2 separate regions of the Mus musculus genome follow, and region 2 is linked to region 1. Evidence: chromatin contacts called from public HiChIP or PLAC-seq data. All regions are on one chromosome and are shown on one strand. Each heading gives the region's core, a stretch centred on a gene start, on an enhancer-like site or on the middle of the called end of the contact. The rest is flanking DNA. Distances are from core to core; before and after follow the strand shown. Region 1 overlaps Vti1a (vesicle transport through interaction with t-SNAREs 1A). Region 2 overlaps Tcf7l2 (transcription factor 7 like 2, T cell specific, HMG box).

What was found. HiChIP or PLAC-seq counts read pairs in DNA pulled down with a chosen protein or histone mark.
Region 2: a contact with region 1 is called in an H3K4me3 HiChIP or PLAC-seq map of embryonic basal ganglia, with 3 times the contacts expected there. The contact joins two enhancer-like sites. A contact is called at or near these places in 1 of 15 datasets of contacts at CTCF or cohesin (the NIH/3T3 cell line), 1 of 484 Hi-C or Micro-C datasets (bone marrow-derived macrophages) and 7 of 115 datasets of contacts at active chromatin or transcription factors (embryonic basal ganglia, embryonic forebrain, embryonic midbrain and 1 more).

The regions. Positions count from the first base shown.
Region 1 is chr19:55,374,878-55,380,481 of GRCm38.p6, forward strand. The region is part of intron 3 of Vti1a (vesicle transport through interaction with t-SNAREs 1A); the gene reads left to right. Among named protein-coding and RNA genes, the nearest start is that of Vti1a, 62 kb to the left of the region's middle. Within about 2 kb of position 1,779, at least 12 of the 459 cell types and tissues checked have an H3K27ac peak or open chromatin away from gene starts, as enhancers often do. A contact at or near this core is called in embryonic basal ganglia, where this site is marked.
Region 2 is chr19:55,921,957-55,927,734 of GRCm38.p6, forward strand. It overlaps Tcf7l2 (transcription factor 7 like 2, T cell specific, HMG box), which reads left to right. Exons shown (of 15, transcript NM_001331146.1): 12 at 1,940-1,988; 13 at 2,574-2,624; 14 at 4,021-4,093. Among named protein-coding and RNA genes, the nearest start is that of Gm52391, 13 kb to the right of the region's middle. Within about 2 kb of position 2,300, at least 34 of the 459 cell types and tissues checked have an H3K27ac peak or open chromatin away from gene starts, as enhancers often do. A contact at or near this core is called in embryonic basal ganglia, where this site is marked.

The DNA.
Region 1 (5,604 bases), core at 529-3,028:
TTAAACATGTCAAATATTCCTGAAAATACAAGTGAAAATAATGAGTGATTACGACTTTAAAAATTTTTTAGAAATTTAATTCTGTTTTCCTAGTATTTCATTCCAAAGAAGGATGAATTATCTGGTGTTTTTCCACTTGGTGGCTGTGCTTAGCAGTGGGGTGTGCTAGTATCTCCTCTCTGCTGGTGTAGATGAGGTCCCTAAACCTTCCAAGTTTATGCTGGATAGACAGAATACATTCCTGGATCAGTGAGGTGTCTCAGCTCAGAATTCATGTGGTAGGAGGAGAGAACTGACGCATGCAAGTTGTTCTCTGACCTTTATATATGCAGCATGGCACACATGCATGCATACACGTGAATGCACACGCACACACAATAAGTAAATAAATATGTAATGAAAATGAGAGTATGCATTCTCTTCACTGATACCAAGTCCTGGCAGCACGTGGGCCAGGCACTTGATGTTTAGACTGGTCAGCATCTAAACTGTCTCCTGAACAAGGACAACCATGCTTCATGGAATAATTCCTTAAAAGATTGAAACTTAATTCCTCTAATAATATTGGAGAAGTACAGTCAGGTTTTTTTATTTTCCTAAACCATCTGCAATTGCAGCACCATTTATATCAGAATTATTGAGTCCAATTATGGGGAGTTCCTCAAACAACTTTTGGTGTGTTGGGAAAGCGTCTTTAGGAAGGATGCAGTAATCAGTACTCTTAGTCATGTGTGTGTGTCAGCTTCACTCCATACTCTGTATTCAGAGGAACACGCTTCCTGTGGTTATCACAGCCAAAGTGTTAAGAAAGATTTACATTTGTTCATCATTAAATCCATGCACTAGCCGCAGGAAGTAATTGTTAAGATCACTGTTGTAGACATGAGGGTTGTGATGCTCCATGATCAAGATCACTGACTGACCGAGGTGCTGTCTGGGTTCTTTCTGTGCCTTTCCATCCTAGCAGCATGCCCAGGATCAGGCCATTGCTTACAAGTTTACTTTGCCTTTATCTGAACTGTGTAGGGTGAGATGTTGTCATAGAAGTTACTCTATGGATGGAAGGATGAACCAAGCCGTGGACAGATAGGAGTGTGGTTAGAAATCGAATACTTGGTGCCAAAGATAGATATATTTTCAAAACTACTAGCTGAACATTACAGTGCCGTGATGTTATTTAATTAGAACCGGGTAAAGTTAGGTAAGATGTGATGCCCAGCAGTCATATGGATAGGTAATAAATATAAATTCGTACTGTTCTGTAGATATCTCAGTGTTAATTACAACAGAAGCCGTTAAGTTCTTTGGAGCAGTTAAATTCTTTGGCTCTGAAAGCATAGCAGGTTTTAATAGGTGTATCACCTGGTAACCATGGGCATTATTAAATATAAGGACCTGAAAAACTTGGTAGAAGCAATGGAAAATCTGGACAGCATGAGTAGTTTGTTTTAGAACTATGGGGAAATCTGTTAACTACTGCTGCTATAGACCGATTTGATTAGGAAGTGGGACAAGCTGTTCCTTTCATTACACCAAAACCACATTGCACTTTGTATCAATTATTTGGCTGTCTGCAGCATGTAGATTAGAATGAAGGGCTTTCTCAGTGTTTGTGACCGTTGCAGATTGCTGATTAGTAATTAGAGTCCTGAATGAAGGAAATTAGGCCAAGATTGAATGGGAATGAGAAAGTCTTAATTCAGTCATACAGATGTCAGAAACAGCCCGTCTTGAACAGCAGCTCATTCAGTATAGTGGCATTGTACACACCCGTGGTGTTATTTGCTTCCCACGTAAGACTCAAGTCAGATGCCTTTGAGATGCTGTCCTCTCCTATGCCGTGTGATGTAGCTGGGTGGCTATTAATTTAGTGAAATATCCTGTCTGCCAGGTGTGGGAACTAGCTGATTTTATTGTAATACCAGATCATTACTTAATTCATATGCAACCAAGCAAGCGCATGGAAAGCATTATAAATCTATTTACAATGTGGCTGGTCTGATGATAACATTGCAGTAAATTCCCAGGTGAGGCAATTTAAGCAATTGCTTTGCCATGTGCACGCCATGGAAATTAAATTCTCATATACGCTTTAGTAAGAAACCAACCTCATTGTTACATTTTTGCTTGTGGTAGGCTGTAGAACCCTCATTCCAGTTGCAGATACTGTGTGTCCCATATAGAGTCATACAACAGGCAGTGCCAGAGATGACAACTCTTAAATTAATTTAATTTTTAATCAATTTAAACTAAGCTAATTCACGTTCTTCCCCGTTTTGCAGTGTGTGCTCCCAGACACATTGAGTTAGTTGGGAAATGTTGAGGTCTAGGTTAAGTAGTTAGGTTCTTTCAAGCCAAATTCTTAGACCAACCTGAACGAGTGTCTCTTTTCAAACTGGCCTTTAAGGAAACCATCCAACCAGTACGCAAACATTCTGTTCCTATCAACGCAAATCTCTTTACATCTGAAACTCTCACTTCCTTAGTTGCAGACTCACTTTGTCGTCACTGTAGAGTTGAGAGAGAAACTTGGTACCTCCAACTTCTCAAGGCAAACTACTGCTAATTTGCCATATTTTGCTCATATATGTTCTATAAAAATTTTAAACTGTATTTAGTTCATTTGAAGTATGAAGTATAAATCATAGAAAGAGTAAGGTTTACACGAGCATACAACTAAAGTGAAACAAGTGTGAGTGTGTGCATGTGTGTGAGTATGTGTGCAGGCGGTGTATAGTTGAAATTCTGTCAGTTGAAGCCTTGCACCTTATCGCATAGACCAGGAACTGCAGTAGGTTACACACTGCACAGACCTTCAGACTTCTCCTGAAGCCACACAGAGAGCACCCGTAGACAGTGGTAACTGACAACTAAGACTAAAAATGTTGACAATTTCTTGATTTGCCTGGTTAGCTTATGTATAGAAGTCATTAACTATTTATAAAATGCATTATGAATTGGGTTCCTTCAAACTGTAGCTGAATGTGTGACATTTCCAGCTCAAATTCTCATGCTTGCATTTGGCTAAAGTACAGATTTTATACTCTTAATAATAAAGTAAAAATATTTTCGGTTTATCAAGATACAATAAGGGTTTCAGTTCATTATCTTAGAATCTTCTAAAATAAAATATTATGTAGGTACTTAGTAATCTAGCATGAGGTTTTTAAAATTATGGAAAAGATAACATGATTTATTGATGTTTTAGGAACAATTATCCTTAAAACATGCCATTTGCCATTGAAAAGAATTTCATCTTTATTTATTTTTTAGTTGTTGTTTTTCAACCAGTGTAGCGATGATTTCAAAGACTGAGTTATAGTTAATTATCCATAGTCAGCTCATTAAAAAATTCAAATATTAAGGAATTATGAGAAAATGCCAGTGGTGGGCTTCCAAGTATAATTTGTAATAAAGAGCAGCTTGGGTTTGTTTTATTTTTGGAAAATGGAACGAACTCTAGTGCAGAGTCCCATTTTTTGGCATTATTGTGCCGTTCTCGTGGGGAGTTATTTCTGATATTTGCAATGAAATGTCTTTTCCTTCCTTAAGTCAGTCCTGCCAGGGACCACGTTGTTATGCTCAGCATATCATTTGCTTAATTACATCCAGAAAAGCCTTCCAAGACCGGCCACTAAGTCCCAGTGGTGAGGAGGGACTTTCTTAGAGACCACCCTTCAGCTGTGGGTGCATCCTCCTCTCTGGCTGAGCCAGGATTCTCTTAATTGCTGCTTTTTGTTTGAAGTACACTAAATCTAACTAAGAACATAATGTAATCGAACAATCTATGCCAATTTGTTGGTATTTTGGTGAAAAAGGGAGAAAACAAAAACAATCTCCATATGATATTTTTGCATCCTGTGGAATGTTTTAGCCCCCCATTGTGATGAAATGAATAATGCACAAGGCAGCTCTGATACCACAGCCTGTCTAAAGGTTTCCATTCCCTTTAATGCTGTAAAATACTTTTGCTTAGCTGGTTTGAGACTCTGATGGTGGGAATCTCCAAATGGGCAAAGAGGTTTGGTGTGTTCTAAGTATTGTACTAAGATCATGAAATGAGCTGACCTTGTTGCTTAGCATTTTGAAATACTGTTCTGTGTGAAGTCAGTAGAAGTGGGTAATCCATAGTAGCTGCAGCACGCCAAACAGGCTAGGCATATGCTTTTTGTGGTAAGAAAATAGCTGGTGAGTTCACAGATGAATGAGGCCACTCCTGAACTTTTAAGAGATAACAAATAGATGTCCTCACCACACACCAAAGACTCACGTCTCCAATTTGTCCTTCTTCCTGTAACAGCATTGTAGTTTTGTTTATCTGCTTATAGAGACCTATTGCAGCTGCTAAATTTTAAGACAGATGTTGTGGCAGGAAAAGAGTGTTGAAGAGGGAGACCTGAGCAGGCAGGGTGGGTGTCTCTGTCTTCTTTGTACAGAAGTATTCTATAGCTTTGTGTTGTTTTCCTGAGTCTAACCAGAGGCGATAGTTTAAGGACAGAAGAAACTCTCAGCTGAGCATCAGAACCTAGAGACTCTAGTCTCAGTTGAAGGAGAGTTACTGTTAAAATTCTATGATACTACATCATTTTCCTGAAACAAATATCTGTGTGGTGTGCATGTTTATTTATATTCCAGTAAGCCTTTTAAAACTGGGTTCTGCTAGATCCAGCATATCATTTGCTTAATTGCATCCAGAAAAGCAGTAAACTAAATTATATGCAATAAACCAAATTCTCTTTTATGTGCCACCCTTGGGAGAATTAAGAAAATAGCAAAAAAAAAAAAAAAAGAAAATTTTTTTTCCTGTGTTTTGTGCTTCAGATAAGGCACCCACTTGAGAAAGACTAGCCTTCTAAAACGACCTAAAACTCAGTAGTTGTTCCTGTCTACGGTTCCTTTAGATAACATGATTTTTAAGGTGTAAAGAGCCAAGTGAGACCAAGCATCATTACTTGTGGCCACCGTAGAAATCTTTTGGAAATCTTACTCTTGCCTCTTGTGTATGGGTTACAGGTAGTCCTTTGAAACTGTTGTACTTTTTCCAGATCACAGATGAGCGAGGAAGAACTTTTAAGTCCTAGATAGAATATAGAGGCCCAGGAAAGGATGCAAGCCTCCAGCCTCCACCAGACAGCAACCGTAACTAGTGAAGATGCAGTCAGGACCAATAACCAGATTCAAGTTTCACAACTAACTTTCAGAACCTCTCCGCTTCCCAAAATGTGTACATTTAGATAATTTATGAGTCGCTCACAGCCACGACCCTCTGGCTGTACAGGTGAGGGTAGGGCCTCAAAAGATACAATTTCATTGTCAAATGTTGACTCGTAGCACACTACCTTTAGTTACTGGAATTGGAAAATTTATTTCTTTTACCAGTGTCATTCTGACTGTCTGCTCCCCTTCTCCCCTTTGCCTCCCCTCCCTCACACATGTTACTTTTCCTTAGGCCATTATTTATAGAGGAATGGGAGACATTTGAATTACTGCTAGCTGGGGCCTGGCTCTGCAGTGGGTAGGAACATCACAGTGATGAAATATGGATGTGCTTGTCCAGGCACCCAGTGCAGAGCTGGCGGTAGGAAGAGTATCCTAGACGTAGAC
Region 2 (5,778 bases), core at 1,050-3,549, 550 kb after region 1:
CAGCACTTTGCTCAACCGTGGACATGTTCTCATTCCAGGTGTCACGGCATAGCAGAGAATTCTGTAGGGATGGCCCTGGAGTGTGTTTGCGGGTGATACAAACAGCCTCCTGCTATACTGTTTCTCTTGAGTCCCTTTTCTGGTTCCTAAGTCAACTGTTGTCAAGCCCACCTGCCCACTCAGAGAGCCATGTGACTTTTCCTTACCTTGTTTTCCCATTGCATGCCAAGAAACACAAAAGGATCTAGTGTATACCTGCACACAGGGCCACGGCACAGACAATACACTCAGATGTCTGAGAAGCCCTCTCTGAATATTTGGATTCATTCAAGCCTGACACAGCCATAGGGTTGCTACACATACATTGATCCTTCTCTCTTTGATGATGTCACTGCCCCAGGAAAGCCTTTAAGCCAAGGTGGCAACATTTAGAGAGTCTCAAGCATACAGGTCTGTAAGGCTGCAGGTGCCTCACATGGCCTGGAGAGCCTCCCTGCTGCCCTGCAGTTGGGCTGGCATACCCCAGATCCTTGCTCATTCATTTGATAGAGTCAGGCTGATGGGCGATAATGACGTAAGGCAGTCTCTCCATCCCTGCGGTATCAAAGAATGGCTTCTGTGGAGAGCCGCGTACTTCTACAGTACTTGGTAGAAGACGTGGTCTGGGACTGAAGCAATTGCTTTGAGACCATTTGGGTTTATTCCTGCCTCCACCTTGTCTTAGCTGTGACATCTCAAAAATATTTCCTAGCCTCTCTGTCCCTGTTTCCTTATCTGTGTCATTGGGAGGATGACAACATGTGTGTTGTGTAGAGCTGTTGCCGGTTTGGTCATGCCTGGTTTCTTATGTGTACTTGACAAATGCTGGCCATTGTTAGTGTTAGGAATGGCTGTTACAGTGAAAAGCTAGACTTAGAACAGTCCATAATTTTCATATTTGTTAGGAGCTAGCCATTCTCACAGCATGACAATATGGGTTATACAGACACCTCCTGGTTTGCCATGGTTAAACTTAGGATTCTTCAACCTCGTGATGTTGTGGAAGCGCACCCTTACAAGCCATTCTTCTTTCCACACTTAAGAAAGCATGCAGTCCGTGGCACAAGCCACTCAATGCTTTACACTAAGGCAGGCTTTCTGGTAGACAGCGTTGCCCACCTGTAGGCTACCTGTGTGCGTTTAAAGCAGGCTGGACTAAGGCATGAGATGCTGAGTGTTGGGCGTAATACATGCATCTGTGGGTTGTAATCTCTGTTATGGTTATGTTATGATATGGTTGTTGGGGTATCATCAGAGGAATCTGTAGCCGGCATAAGAGAATGAGAGATCCCTTCCCTGGGCTTATGCATGTCCGCCCTGCAGTTTTGAACTTCCCCATTGGCTTTCTTTTGTAAACACCCCCACCCCAACTCTGTACCATTAAAAAGAAAAAAAAAAAAAAAAGAAGGGTCACGCTCCATTTCTGAAAGAAACCATTTTGGTAGGGACACTTTGGCCTTCATAGTGAGAGACTGTGGGGTAGCTAGGCCAGCTGTGGACCACTGGAGGCTCCCAGGTTTCTCTACACCCTTGGAAGTGGACTCATCCTGCTTCCTGCTGTGGCTCTCCATCCCTCCCTGAATCTTTCTTGCCTCCTTCTCTTCCTCTTTATGGAATCAGATCCTCTGGGTTAGGTTAAAGATGGATGAAGGCCATGAGGTCTTATCATATCTACCTGCTGGGCCCCTGTTTTTCTCCCAAGAAATGTGTGTCTCCCCCATCCTACCCCTGCCTTGACCCCCAGCTAGGCAGTGTTCAAGGATTAGATTAGATAGATTTGGGAGAGAGGTAGTGATGGCAGACTGGTCCCCTCTTCTGGCTCCCCTGCCCTATGAACCCAGACCTCTATCTCCTTGTCTATTTCTTGGCCTAATCTCCTGCATTTCTTCTGTCCATCCAGGGGAAGAAGAAGAAGAGAAAAAGAGACAAGCAGCCGGGGGAAACCAACGGTGAGCGAGGAGAGTCAGGGAGGTGGAGGTTGGAGGACCACTCTTATGTCAGGCTTCCCTCTGGGGGAGGCAGGAGAAATCCAAGGCCAGGACATTGCGGGGAACCCATCTTAGGCAGCCTTTTTTGTTTATGTGTTTTTTAATTAATTGCTTCATGACTGCCCTTTTAAAGCTAGTAGCATCCATTGTTGCATGAAAAGCCCGTTGTAACCCTAGCGGAATGTGTTTTTAAATTAACTGCCAAGCCTGTAACTAGAGGGCCAGCGTCAGTCACGCCTCCACCGGGCTTTAGACAGCCTGCTTATTCTGTGTGTGTCTGAAGAGGGATGAGGAGGCGAGGGGGCCAGGAGGGGCGTGTGTGAGTGTCGGGTTTTAACTGGGCTGATCCTGAATGTTTCAATGCATGCCTTTACAGTGGTAAATTGCACCCATTTTAAATTAAGGAGGTTTGTCATTCAGTAGGAAGAAACTAGAAATACTGCATAGGCAATCAAGGTCCCTTGGAGAAGACCAGGTTTTGACAAAAACAAAAACAAAAACAAAAACAATTTTGAAGGCTTTGTGTAATTTGTTCTTTTTTTTCAGAACACAGCGAATGTTTCCTAAATCCTTGCCTTTCGCTTCCTCCGATCACAGGTGCTAATGTGCTTTTGAGTCGTTAAAATAGTTTGATAAACTGTTTTTTTTTTTTCATTTTTCTTGCCATCTATAGTCTTATTAACATTAAACATATACAACATTTGAACACCCTTTAAAACGATCATCTACATGGTTGCGTTATGTTTCGGTAGATTTTTTTTTTTTCCAGTTTTGCTTTCGTTGATTTTATTTATTTATTTATTTATTTATTTATTTTTACTTTAACTTCTGTCTCATTTTATCTATTGTTCCTGTAACAGTGGTTTATGCAGCATTGAACAGTGGTTTAGAGCTGAACTAACTGTGCAAATTGAATATGCAGTATTTCTTTAAAAGAGACTGATAAAGAAAACAAAAACGGAACAAACTCAGTAATAAACCTCCTTAATCTAATGGCATTTTTTTCTGTTGCCCCACTAAGTTTCCTCACGCCAGCATGCCATCGCAGTATGATTTTTTTCCTTTGCTTTTTATTTATTTATTTTTGTTTGTTTGTTTGTTTGTTCTTCCTTTCGCTTTTTTGGCTTTTATCATCTACAAATCTGCTAGCAGTTTACTGACCATGCCTGCTTCCAAGCCTGCTAGGAGCTCCTAACATTTAACAGCTCATGGCCTGTTTACCCTCTCTTCCCTCTTAATATTAATGAAAGTAGATTAAAAAAGAAAAAAAGAAAAGAAAAAAAAAGACATCCCAAAAGCTGCAATATCCCAATACCCACAACCTTTTTCTTTCTTTATTTCTTTCTGTTTTTGCTTCATTTCGTTCTGTGTTTATTTGTAGTTTTTATTTTTTTTTTTGTTCATTTGTTTCTTTTCAAAACTGTGGTACTCAGAAGAAAAAAGCATGTTATGAATTTAACCTTCCCTCGCTTTATTTTCTTCTTTGAGAAAAAGAAAATTAAGAGAGAGAGAGAAAAAAAAAAAAGCAGAACTAAAAAACAAACAGAGGAAAAAAAAATAATTGAAAGAGCAAGTTCTTGGCCGTTACCGCCTTTGGGCGGCTGGAACCGGATCTGACAGTCCTTGATAAGGGATACTGCAGCTTTATTTGCGACAGCTACTTGCACAAGTTGAATAAGTGTGATTTTTTTTTTTTTACTTTTTTTTTTTTAATTAAAGAAAGTTTAAAAAAAAAAAAAGAAAGAAAAAAGTCAATATTTTGCTATTAGTAACCCGGTCATTGATTTATTCCCTTTTTTTATTTTTATTTTTTTCTTGTTTGTATCTCTCTCCCCCCTCCCTTCCCCTTCTCTTGGCCTCCCTCTCTCTCCTCTCTCTCTCTCTCCCTGCCTCTTCCTCCTCCTCCTCTTCTTCCTCCTCCTCCTTCTCCTCCTCTCCCTCTCCCTTCTCCTCCTCCTCCTCCTCTGCTCGCTCCTTTCTTGAACTCATTCAGACCTGAGCGCTCCTAAGAAATGCCGAGCGCGCTTTGGCCTTGATCAACAGAATAACTGGTGCGGCCCCTGCAGGTGTGTATAGTCTCCCAGATTCGCTGTGCTGGTTTGCAGCTGTCTCTTCCGTTCCTTCCCACTCTGGCCTGTTGCTTTGTAGCTTTGTGTGTGGATCGTAGGAAATACCAGGGAGCGGGGACCCTGCCAGTGTGTGGGCTCCACGAGGGATGTGCTTGTCTGCCAGCTGCCGCTACCCAGAATGCCACTGTAAAACAGTGTGTGCCTCCTCAGGGCCGAGACTCAGACTCCAGCGTGCCCTCGACCAGGGAATGTTGCCTGCCAACCCCCTGCCTTGTGATAGCTCAGGATGTGATCATCCTGGCCTAGGTAGAAGCCAATGATGTCACCTCCACCCCTCCTCTTATCTCTCTCTCCTTTTGTTTATTTTTCATTGTTGTTTTTGGTTTCCAGTTGTTGTTTTCCTTTGTGTGTATGTGTGTGCGTGTGCATTTTGTTGTTTTATTTGATTTTTTTTTATTTTTATTTTTTGGTTTGGCTCATAGAAGTTCCTTTCTTTCAAACCCTTGATGAGGGACAGTTGTCAAGTAGAGCCAAGATGATGGAGAAGACAATTAGTGGAGGTCTCACATCCAACTGAACACGACCCACCATTGTGTTGTATTTTTTTTTTGTGTTTACCTTATGCTAACAGATGCAAATACGCCAAAGAAGTGTCGGGCACTGTTCGGGCTTGACCGACAGACTTTATGGTGCAAACCCTGCAGGTATATGACCATTCTGAGGTCTTGGGAGCAATCAGAGCCTTCTATCCTTCTGCTGCCTTAGCGGGTCGATTTATTTTGCCCCCATTCACATCTACTTTCCTCCACCGGCATCAATAACTAATAAACTCTCATTCTTCAGATTTCCCTTGCTAATTTCATATCGTTTCCTCCCCCGCCCCCCCTCTTTCCTCCCTGTTCTTGCAAAGAACATGTCCCTGGTGGCAAGGGCTGACAACCATGACCTTAACACACTAAGACAGGTACTGAAGCTTTTCCTTTGAAAGCCAGCATCTTGGAACTGGCCCGCCTAGTGAATGACTGGCTGTCCCGCATACTGAGCAGAGAGCCACTGTGTCATCTCCCTACCCGCACCCCACCCACCCCCAAGGTGTGAAAGAGTCAGAACTTGAACTTGGCAGTGAGCATTCCCACGCACTTTTTTTTTTTTTTAAGATGTTGGGATAAGTGCGTTGGGGCAGGCTGCTTTAAAAAAAACTAAAACAAAGTAACAACGGAAAAAAAAAAACCTGTTATTTTGCTCTTTGTTTTTCTCTTTGGTTGTTTTGTGTTTAAAGCCCACTTATCTGTAAGGAGGAGCTTGTTAGCTGACATTGTTTTACAGTGCTGAGAAAGTAGCGTGGCATTGAATGGCATGCACCAGCTAACAGTCTGTGAGCAGGGACGGCAGTTAGATACTGCGGCATTGCCAGGCCTGCAGAGCAAACAGTCAAGCGTTTGTGCAAGGCTATGTGCAAGCTTAGCGTGGGTCCCCACAAACATCAGATCAGTCCGGAAGAGTCCAAATTGAGCCCCATGATCTGCCTGCAGGTTTTCCAACTCAGGGTACTGGCAGAGACGGTATAGATACTTCCTTCTTGGTGGAGGGATGCTCTCTAAGTACCCAACCCCTTTCCTTTTCTTTTAATGACCACCTTTGGTTAAATTTGTTGTTTCTTTGTTCTGATACAAGCAGTCTTT